Linked DNA regions of Gossypium hirsutum: all the other regions are linked to region 3. A link is a contact called in public Hi-C data. All regions are on one chromosome and are shown on one strand. Each heading gives the region's core, a stretch centred on a gene start, on an enhancer-like site or on the middle of the called end of the contact. The rest is flanking DNA. Distances are from core to core; before and after follow the strand shown.

The links. Hi-C and Micro-C count contacts between places; a contact is called where the count stands out from the background.
Region 1: a Hi-C map of leaf shows a contact between it and region 3, with 2.1 times the contacts expected there. The contact joins the promoter of LOC107914528 here to the promoter of LOC107914479 in region 3. A contact is called at or near these places in 2 of 34 Hi-C or Micro-C datasets (both in leaf).
Region 2: a contact with region 3 is called in a Hi-C map of leaf, with 2.8 times the contacts expected there. The contact joins the promoter of LOC107914536 here to the promoter of LOC107914479 in region 3. A contact is called at or near these places in 3 of 34 Hi-C or Micro-C datasets (hypocotyl and leaf).

The regions. Positions count from the first base shown.
Region 1 is chrD08:10,466,599-10,470,186 of Gossypium_hirsutum_v2.1, forward strand. LOC107914528 (stem-specific protein TSJT1) reads right to left here and starts at 1,601. Exons shown (of 5, transcript XM_016843473.2): 1 at 1,224-1,601; 2 at 637-877; 3 at 417-537; 4 at 209-318; 5 at 1-114. The coding sequence starts at 1,426. The coding sequence ends at 79.
Region 2 is chrD08:10,441,752-10,445,475 of Gossypium_hirsutum_v2.1, forward strand. It overlaps LOC107914536 (outer envelope membrane protein 7), which reads right to left and starts at 1,572. Exons shown (of 1, transcript XM_016843481.2): 1 at 1,044-1,572. The coding sequence starts at 1,572. The coding sequence ends at 1,309. It overlaps LOC121220267 (small nuclear ribonucleoprotein SmD1a), which reads right to left. Exons shown (of 4, transcript XM_041099825.1): 2 at 3,655-3,724; 3 at 2,412-2,603; 4 at 1,044-2,312. The coding sequence ends at 2,251.
Region 3 is chrD08:10,794,930-10,798,442 of Gossypium_hirsutum_v2.1, forward strand. LOC107914479 (DUF21 domain-containing protein At4g14240) reads left to right here and starts at 1,522. Exons shown (of 13, transcript XM_016843406.2): 1 at 1,522-1,995; 2 at 2,215-2,291; 3 at 2,417-2,500; 4 at 2,579-2,692; 5 at 3,147-3,230; 6 at 3,310-3,381. The coding sequence starts at 1,749.

The DNA.
Region 1 (3,588 bases), core at 351-2,850, 330 kb before region 3:
ATGACATTTAGACGATTCTGAAATTAGCAATTTCTCATGGTTGAAGACCTCGGCTCAAACACTGTCACCTCTCTTTGTTTACTCTCTGGCTAAAACAACCACCGGTCCTTCCACCTGTTAGTCATTTGCATCATTATAGCTTTAGGTTGAACTATGTAAACAGGGTATTTAAAGCAAGTCAAATGCCAAGTTCTTTTATTTTCTTAACCTTGAATGTTGCACCCCAAATCTCTTCATCTGGTGCAGGAATGGCAATGATCTTGTTCTTGGGATTTTCATAGCTTCGTATCTCGCCTAGTGTGGTTGAAAAGAAGCACCCTGTAAACCGTTGGAAACAATTTAAATAAAAAAACTCTAATCTCTTCCAATGTTAATAAGTAAATCAAAATTAGTGGCAAAATTAAAGATGAAGATACCCTGAGGGAAAGAAGCAATTGATTTGCCACATGCACTTTTAAGCATCTCTGCATCATCTGAAAATGCCACAAATCCATCTGCTGTAATCCCCCAGTAAAGAGGAACTCTGCCTGACTGATCCTGGTTTTTGTATTAACCACGTTAAAACAGAGAGATTGTGAGTCAGTAAATGCAAGCAACAGCGCTAGCTGTTTCACCAGGCAACCAAAATTAACTTACAGAAGCCACGAACAATGTGGATGTGGACTTATCGAATACTAGAAACGCGAAATTGCCAGCGAGATGACCGACAACATGGCTGGGAGGGTAAGGAGCTCGGTCACGCAACGCTTTGTATGCTTCAATCACCAGCATCACCTCATCCGCACACTTGGCTAGACCATATTGTTGCCTGAGGCTACCTAAGTTATCGAGCATGCCTTCAAACAAGCAGAATATATCATCTTTGACACCAAATGATCTGCACCCATCATCCATTTCCAGGTAAAAAAAATGAAACCAAAGGAAAAACACAAAGGTATCGATATAAACAAGCAGGAGCCAACTGCCAAAACTTTTGAGTCCTGATCATTTTGACACGAGGCAGACATGCAAATATAATCAGACGTTGATTATTTCATGCTCTCACAGACAGTGGACCGGCCTGGTCCCAAAATGAAAGACCTGCTCTACGATGAAATCCGAGAATTTTATGCAATAATCACATTAGATACAGATTAAATCCGGAGCCAGGACCTCTAATAATGAGGGAGATCAATATTCATGTTTCATAGAAATAGTATGTGGGTGTTGATGTCGTATCTTACCTGGGTTGAAGAAGAGACTCATTGTGGCGAGAATAAGCCAAGTGAACTTGATCACCAATTTGTATAGAAACCGAAGATGGGTTAGAGTTGATGTAACGTTTCATCAAAGCCAAGGCAGTGGTCCTCGGGGACGGACTCCGGTCTCCGGCAGCCACCAGCTCCTCCGGTGGCGTTACAATTTCAGTGCTAAAAACACCTAGCATGGTCTCTTGTGTGTCTCTTGAGTTTAACTAATGAAAATTGCTATGAATGTGGATGTATGTATAAAGCAAGTGGGCTTTCTCAATGCGACTCATACCAACATTTTTATAAGAAAAAAAGACAAGGTTAAAACTGTCCTTTCAAGATATTGTCGTTTCAAGCTAGTCGATGCCTCCCAGGAGTGTGTATTCGGCAGGAAAAGCAAGGCATTAATTGGCCAGTCGTGAAGCCAGACTTATAGCATCGTTGGAAAGCTATGATCCAATTTACAAGTCGCTTTCTTTGGGTTCTTTTTCTCGGCTGAGTACTTGCGAGTTCGTTTTATAGGGAAACTATTGTATTAGGAGTAAGTTAATTTTTGTGTGTTAGATTAAAAAGTAAATTGATTGTTTTATTAAAAATTTCATTCATTTTTAGTAGACTAGTCAATTTACTCTTTGATCCACTACACCTTTTTTTTATAATTCTTTTACCGCGGATAATTTCGACTTTCCTCCCCTTAATTTTCTTTTTGAAAAAGATTTCAATCCCATTCATTGTTTTTGTTGGGGGAATAGCGGTGATTAATTCCTATAATTAAAAGGAAATTCTTTTTCGTTTTCTAATGGTGAATTGGTCAGTCCATTTCAAGCCAATGTCTTAATTCTGGGGTTCATTATCATTACGTAGAATGGAAAGACACGTATAAATAAAGAAATGGAAAGAAAGTGTAAACAATTGGGAATCTTATCAAGAATATACCAAATCTAACTAAACCAAAATTGAATCTATTTCGAAAGGGAAATGGAAGAGATGGCGACATCAATTAGAATTATATATCAGCCGGCTCAGGCATGCAGCTTTTTTATTGGATAAAGGTAGGATTCAGAAATCAAATAAGAAAAAAATATATTAACCAAAGGCTTAATACATTTTTATCGGATCAAGTATATAGATTTTAATATTGATATATATTAATCCTTTTATCTAATGCAATGCCGAATTGATTTTATGTTTATAAATTGCGAATAACTTACATTAGGATTATTCAAAAAACTAAAGTTTTTAGGCATCAACAAAATTTTGCCGCATCATCAAAATTTAAAGGCATGAAATTATTATTATACACTCATCGGTAGAGAAATTATTTTATGAATCATTCCCATCACATTATTCACGGTCCCTTTTCAATTATTTAATGACATTTCAATAATTTCTTTCTATGTCATTGACACATAATTTTGGTAATTTTTTTACCTTAAGCCCGAACCGTACATCTAGGATCTCAAACTATGAGCCTAAAACCTAGAACCCCAGACCCTAAATTTAGAATCCCAAACCCTAAATCCAATAGTTAGAGCCCCAAACCACAAATTCGAACCCATAACTCATAACCCTAAACCCAAATCATAAGCCTCAAACTCATAACCCATAACCTCAAGCCTTGAGCTCCAAACTCGTAATCCCAAACCCTTTAATTTTAAATCTAAACCCTAAACCCTTGATGTGTCATGAAACTAACTAAAACTTTGACTAAGACAAGTGAATCTATCAATTAATAATATAGCTACGGTGGGCAAACATATCATTCCCACTAAGACTAAAAGTACTAGTAATTATTGTCTTTTTATTATTTAATCAACTAATCCAAATGATTGATTAAAAACTAAAATTAACTAAATTAATTAGCTAATGAACACACTAAAAAACAAATCACGAAAATAATTGAATAACAACTAAGAAACGAAACAATATCTAAGAAAGAATCTGCCTAAATTTCATCTATCACTATCAATCTAATTTATGCAATTTCTTTACGTAGCACCTTGATCCATAGAAATCCCTAAATTATGCTAATATCTCTTTTGAGCACAAAAGCAACTGACTCTAGGTTGATTAATTGAAATTTCTTTCTAATTAAAACCTTTATTATCGCATTAACTCGTGCTATGGATTCCTCTATTAGATTTGACTCTAATCCGGTAGATTTATGTCATCCTATTTTTAGAATTGCATTCAATTCCACTCAATTACGCAAGATCTACTCTTAAACAGGGTTTATTCAACCTCTGATTTAAACACATCAAACACGAATTAATAATCTAGAAATATTAAACTAAGTATTTATTGCGTAAAATAAAAATCAAATGATAGAATCCATCATAGGGTTCATCTCCTCTAGGTA
Region 2 (3,724 bases), core at 322-2,821, 350 kb before region 3:
GACCTTTCAGTTTTTCCTCCTCTTTGACACGGCTTCAGGCAAATCCCTTGGGATTCGACAGCCTTCTAGGCTAGAGAAGACCACCGACTACGGCGGTGCAGGTAAAAATCCAACCTTTTGTATTTATTTACTTATTATATATATGCGATATTCAAAAATAAATAAATAAAAAGAAAATTACCTTTTTTTAACAAAAATTGTTGTAGTTTCTTTCTATAACTCTTGTGCGTGTGTAAAAAAAAATTACATGCCATTGTTATTGGCTTTTATAGCTGATTACATAATATAAAAAAAATTCTTTTTTTTCTTTTTTGATGTTTCTGTCTTCTTTTCTCTGTTCCTTTTTCTTCTTTGCAGGTATCCACGCCAAAGTCAACGATGATAGGGAGTCGCATCATTACCATTTCGGTGAAACGATGGCAGGGGGCAGTCTTTAGGTGACGTATCCACTAACATGGCCAGGAGCAGCGACACTTAGGGGATAGAGGTGACTAGGGTTTCTGAAAATTTTTTAAGATAGCGGGCTTTGGGTTTTAATTTTTTTATTTTAGGATTTTTTGTATTTGGGCCATTATTTTTTTGTAAATAAACTTTAATAATAGACTTTTATTTTTATTTTTATTTGTTTTTGTTGGGCCAGATAAAATTGGGCTATTACAATAATTACTTTAAATTTCAATAATCTAAATTTCCTATTAAAGAATCTTTCTTCTAACAAAATAATTAAAAATTATAAAGTTTTTACTGTTAGGATGAAAAATGAGATTTGTAAAAAATTATAAATATTTTTAACAATATAAAATTAAAAAAAAAAACCTAAAGGCATTCTCTTTTAGAAAATTGGAATGAGCCGCTCTTCGAGTAAAATTTAAAAAAATGAATTTTGGCTCTTTTATTTATTTGAAATTATTTTTATTAAAACAAATTTATTCGTCGCCTAAATAAAAATGAAAAATCTTGCCCGAAATGTCAATGGTCACACCTTTAAGATACAAGATATACTGATAATTCCTCCTTACCTACAGGCACGCTATTCAAAATTGTTTCCAGAAAAGGACACCATTTTCATTTCTCAATCACAAAAGCCAAAGTAGGAAACTCGGTTCTCCCTTTATCTAATAATCATAATAATGCAGAAACAGAAAAATAGCACCAATTAACTCTTCTCTCAACATTAATTCTTAGAGCTAACCTAGAAAAGCAGCAGCAAGAAATCTAAAATAAGATAACACCATAATTCCATTTATCATAAAAAGGAACCCTACTTTCATGATTACTTGGAATGGACCAAACACAAGAATCTCGTCCCTAACTTGCACCCGCTGTGTTCTTGGCGACGGCATCAGCGTAAGAGATAGGCTTCCGATCGGGAGAACCCTTGTTTCCCTCCACAACGTCCTTCGTTTTAACGTCGGAGTCGATGTCGTCGGGATCCCGATCAGGGTCGGAGTTGTCCATGGCGGAGCGAGCCTTGTCCAGTAAAGGTTTAAACGCCATCTCAATAGCCATCCACCCGAAAGCTAGCGCCCCCAAAACCACCGCCGCTTGTTTCACAGGAGTTGGTTTCCCCATTTTCTTTCCTTCCTCTTTCTTTTTCCTGATTCTCTGATTTTTATGTTCTTTTTTGGGGACTAATAATAATTTGGCTATTGTTATTGTTACCTATGTTTATATATAAACACTTCGCACAAAATGAACGGGACTGGGCTAAGCAACCTGTGGGTCCCACCAAACAATGATGTTTGTGATGAACGGTCATGATTCTAATTTAAAAGGATTGCCTAGAAAAAGAACCATTAAAATAACGAGGATGAAACAACTTCGAGAAACGGTAACAAAAAACAAAGTGCCGATTATGCATAGGTAAAAATTGAGGCAGATTTATTAGAAACCTCATTACGTGGTAAATATATTTCAATTATTAATTTAATTTCTTGTTATAATTAATCCAAACATTTAATTGTACAAAAAGAAGGGGAAAAAAAGAGTTCTGATCGAAGGCAATGAACATGATCAGAATGCCGCATTCCTTCATTTTACAGCATAATTGACAGAGGTATTAAAATATCTGCTAGTCGGGAATCTCAGGATCCATGATTAAGCCGTACAACCAAGGCTAATGATCATATAGAAAAGTAAAATATCAATACTATTCCTTTTAATATTCGTAACTTCACCCATAAATTCTCCCCACAACAAAGTTGTCTACACATCCAGCTGTTACCAAAATTTGGAGGCATGGCAGCATATTTAACGGCCTCGACCTCGCCCGCGTCCACGCCCACGACCCCGACCACGTCCCAATGGCTTCCCTGAATTTGGAAATGCATTAGGAAGATCAATACTAAGATAAGATAAAGTAGATACAGGTAGGATACTCTAAAGGGGGGGGGGGAATGAAATGGCGATACCAGCTGTTGGCTTCTTTGGTTTCACCCTCGGTGTCTCTTCAACCAGCAATGTCTCAAGATTTAAGCTGTCAGGCAGGATATAGTAGCGAATATTGTTACCCCTAACACTGAGGTGATCCATAGTCACTGGATTTTTTCCCTTCAATGTAAGTTTCACAGTTTTGAGATGGGTGTTCATACTGATATCCACACCTGAAACAAATGAGCAAAGCACTCAGAAAAGTAGCATACCGATATGCTGTTGTCTGTTTGCTCTGGAAATGACTAAAAGCCAATTTTGCCATAAAGAAATAGTGATGAGATAGACATACAGAATAACAAAGAATGAAAAGCACTCCAGCAAAGTAGCCAACTAAATGCATGACAGCCACTAGCGTCCAGAAAATGGGATCTTGAGTATACACAACTTTAAGCAAAAGAAGCAAAGATGTTTATGCTAGTGTATCCAAGTTCATGCTCTTGCAAATTATTGCTTCCACTTTGTGAGGTATTATCACTATCTATCCACCTACTTAAGCCATCATGAGCTAAAAGTGCCTTAAGTGATGATCAATACAGGCAAAGAAACTTCGCATATTTTCCAAAACAACAATGAGTTAAAAACTTCGCACATATATATGTAGTTCAAGTCCCCTTGTTAATGAAACCAGGAAACAAGTAAATCATTCAATGCAATCTGGTATTAATAAAAGGGTGTAGCTATCCAAGAAGAATTGGGTTTTGTACAACTTTTCCAATATTCAGAACACCAGGTTAGAAACAATAACAGTAAATAAAATAAATAACCATTTTCTTTTACACAAAGTCACCCTATAAAAAGGTGGAAGTAATTGGTTAACCACATAAAAGCGAGATTGGGAATGGCCTAATTTCATCTAGCAAGAGTTACCAAGGAAGAATAAAACATCGTATAGGCAAGTTAATTACTAATTAATTAACACTTAACAAAAAACAAACACTGGCATTACTAAGTTTAACTAGCAAATCGAACCATAATAATAAAAAAGATTGCCCCAATCGAACCATAATTCAGGTAAATAGCAAACTAAGTTCAGATTTCCGAATCCGAGTCCATTCTTACAAGTAACATTACTCATTATTCATGAAAACAATAAACCCTAATACGTATGTCAGTTTCTACAAACAATCTCAAGCTTTTACAACTTCGCTAAAACGAAGGGCTAGGGTTTATCAAAAACGCTAATGCTGGGGCAAAAAAAGATGAAAAGCGAAATAGAGGAACCTGTGATGGTGCCGTGAACAACGGTTCCATTCTTGAGCTCAATCGACACTGTTTCATTGTTCAACTTCAT
Region 3 (3,513 bases), core at 272-2,771:
TTATGTTCCTTAAAATAAAAGTGGTTTTTTTAGTTTGATTGGTTGGTTGGAATGTAATAGATAAGAATTAGTTTTACTTTGTTTAGGATGGATTAAATTATATATGTATTAAATATTTACAAGGGATCAAATTACTAAATGTAACACATAATACTTAATTTGATCGTTGAGTCTGAGTTACAGGATGTCACAGTTGTTTTCAAAGTAATTACAATCACAATATCTATCAATTCAATGCTTTATATTCACTAATATGTTCATTACATCATCATATTATATATATATATATATAATCTACTCCAGGGCTTATCCAAGCTTACAAAAGCTTTTTTGATAATTCGTGACCATTGGAGGGCTAAAAAGTAAAATTTACAAATTGTTTTATGCTAGAGTCATGACTCCTATGGTGTGGTGTCGCGACCTTGAAGACAGTATATAGGAGTTGCAACATCAAGCAAGGGATGTCAAAATTTTTCCTTTTCGGAAGGATCAAAATTGAATTTTAAAGTTTAGGAGGTGAAATTGTAATTTTATCATTAGATTAACTTAAATTTTTATAACTTAAAAAAAAACTGAGAATATGTTTGGAAGAATTTTAATATTGTTGATATTTTCCAAATGTTAACAATTCATCAATTCATTTGTAATTGCTAGGTAATTGGTTTAAGAAAAATTAAGTTATTAAAATTTTATAAATTATAAAAGAAGAATAATTATATTAAAAATAAATAATATAAAAATATTCAACATCCCTATCATTATTTTTGTAAAAAATATTATAAATGGTTTTAATAAAATAAATTTAAAAAATATATAAAAAAATTAAATAATAATGAATTTTGAAGTTTAAGCTTTTATTTAATAATGGGAATTTAGCTAATGAAATTGGTTATTGAGATTACAAATGATTTAAAAAAAAGGGAAATTAGCTAATGAATTTTGAAAATCCTCGCTTAAATGAATACTTTTATATCTTAAGATCAAAGCTTTTGCCTGCACTGTAGCCCCGCACCGACTTCTACGTACAGATTTGTACTCAAGAAGTGAGGCTCTCAAGCTTCAAGAGAGAACGGTAAAGTTTGTTGTTTATCTCATTCGCATGTGAGCTTCAAGCGACAGTGGTGCACATTCTTCGCGAAGGAGATCCGACTACATTGCTCACCAAAGCCTTACTATGGGAACCAAGCCAACTCTCCCATGGCAACTGCTATGGAAGGATATTTATTTGTTTCTGGTTTACTGGTGTGATTCTTCTTTAAGAAAAAGAAAAAATAGCATGTGAGGTTGGTAGAATCATTCATTTCACCCGGCAAAAACTCTTTATTTATTATTGTACCTTGTACAACTAGTCCTGGTAGAATAAGCAGAAGAGAATGTTGTTCCCAAGGCAGCATTTGGGCCAACCCATAAGATAATATTGGATTGGAGTATGACCCACCATTAACCTGACATGGGCTTTTGCAAACAAAACAGCATGAATTTTTGGTGGAAAATCAACATGTAACGTAGGCGGCATGTCTACATTTCATTTGGTTCACGCAGTTAAATAGTGGGTGAAAGAAAATGGAGATGGAGACGGAAGATTTTTCATCGTAGAGAGCCCAAGCTCAACTATATGATTTGACTGCTGTCCACTTCTTCGGCTTCTATTCACAAATCACAAGCGTTGTCCTTTTCTCCTTCGCACGCGTTGCACCGCACCATACCGACCAAACCCCCCAACAACCTCCCACTAGACTGATTAGGAAATGTTGTTGGGGAACGCCATAGCCGGAGCTCGTATAATCATGGCGTCGTCATCCAACCACATCGTCTTCGAACCTGATGACATCCCTTTCGGCTCTTTTGAGTGGTTCGTCTTTGCGGGAGTTTCCTGCTTGCTTGTGCTCTTCGCCGGCATAATGTCCGGCCTTACCTTGGGCTTGATGTCTCTGGGCCTCGTTGACCTCGAAATTCTTCAGAGAAGCGGCACTATCACCGAGAAGAAGCAAGCTGGTAAATTACTAAATTCCCATTTCGATTTTCCCCTTTTCTTTTACTAGTCAATGGTAACAGTACAATTAGTAACAGTTCCAAGTAATTAAATATGCTGAGTTTACTGTTTCAATTTATAGAATTCTGATATCATACACTAGAGAAAAAAACCCTGTTTTTTTTTTGCCCTTCTTTTGTCCCCTATGATTATCATTTATTTACATAATTATATGTCTGCAGCTGTTATCTTACCAGTTCTTAAAAAGCAGCATCAGCTTCTTGTAACTCTGCTTCTCTGTAACGCTTGTGCCATGGAGGTGAGCATTTACATGTTGTTATTAAAATTATTAACGGTTTTAATGGCCATATATATATATTTGTATTTAAGAAGCTACTGCATTTCCTTGAATTTTCCTTATACTCTTGATTTGTGTTTTTGCAGGCTCTTCCTATAACCCTTGATAAAATTTTTCACCCCTTTGTTGCAGTGTTGCTGTCTGTTACTTTTGTTCTGGCTTTTGGAGAGGTCTTATATATTGTGTTTTTTGTTGTTTCAATCTCAGCTATTTAAGCCTTTCGAAATGTAATCCCTGTTTTGGATCAGATTATTCCACAAGCGATATGTTCAAGATATGGACTCTCTGTTGGTGCAAATTTTGTGTGGCTCGTGCGTATTCTGATGATAATTTGTTATCCCATCGCTTACCCTATTGGAAAGGTAGTGTCCTGTTGAAATTCCTGGGTTAAAAATTGTGAATACACTAGCACTATTTAGACAAACGGGTAGTTTCCTTTTGTGTTTGTAGTTTGTTCTACGTATATCACATAGCAAGCTTTTGTTTTTGGTTATTCAAAGGCATTTAGTTCAATAAGAGTCAAAGTATTAGTGGGTCTTTTAGGAGGTTTTGCATTGAGCAAAGAAACAACTTCTGATGTATTGAGTAATGCTCAATGTGCCTTGGCACCTTGGGTATATGATGACCAAGTCTTGATACTTTTTGACTCCATTCAGACAATCGTACAATTTGGAAATTGTAATAACCTTAGATATATGATATTTCTTGAGAGCTGTGGTTTTCTTGGATATTAACTTCTGTTAGAGGTTTTAATACCACAAACTTCTGAAATGTGCTTTTCTAATTGTACTCCTACATTCATTGGTATGGCTTCAGGTTCTGGATGCTGTGCTTGGCCATAGTGATGCTTTGTTTAGACGGGCTCAGTTAAAAGCCCTAGTCTCCATCCACAGCCAAGAGGTAACTGCTTAAACCAGACTAGATAATATTGCTTAACCAAGTTAAGTATTTGGTGGCTTGTCATTTCTGTCCTTAATAGGCTGGCAAAGGTGGTGAACTAACACATGATGAGACAACCATCATTAGTGGTGCACTGGATTTAACTGAAAAGGTAAATGCTATTATTGGAATAGTATTTCATGAGTAAAAATCACCTTTGTCTTTACATTTCTATCTATGACAGATACTTCCAGTATTAAGATGTTTCATTTTCTGGAAGATGAATATTTGTTTTGACAATACA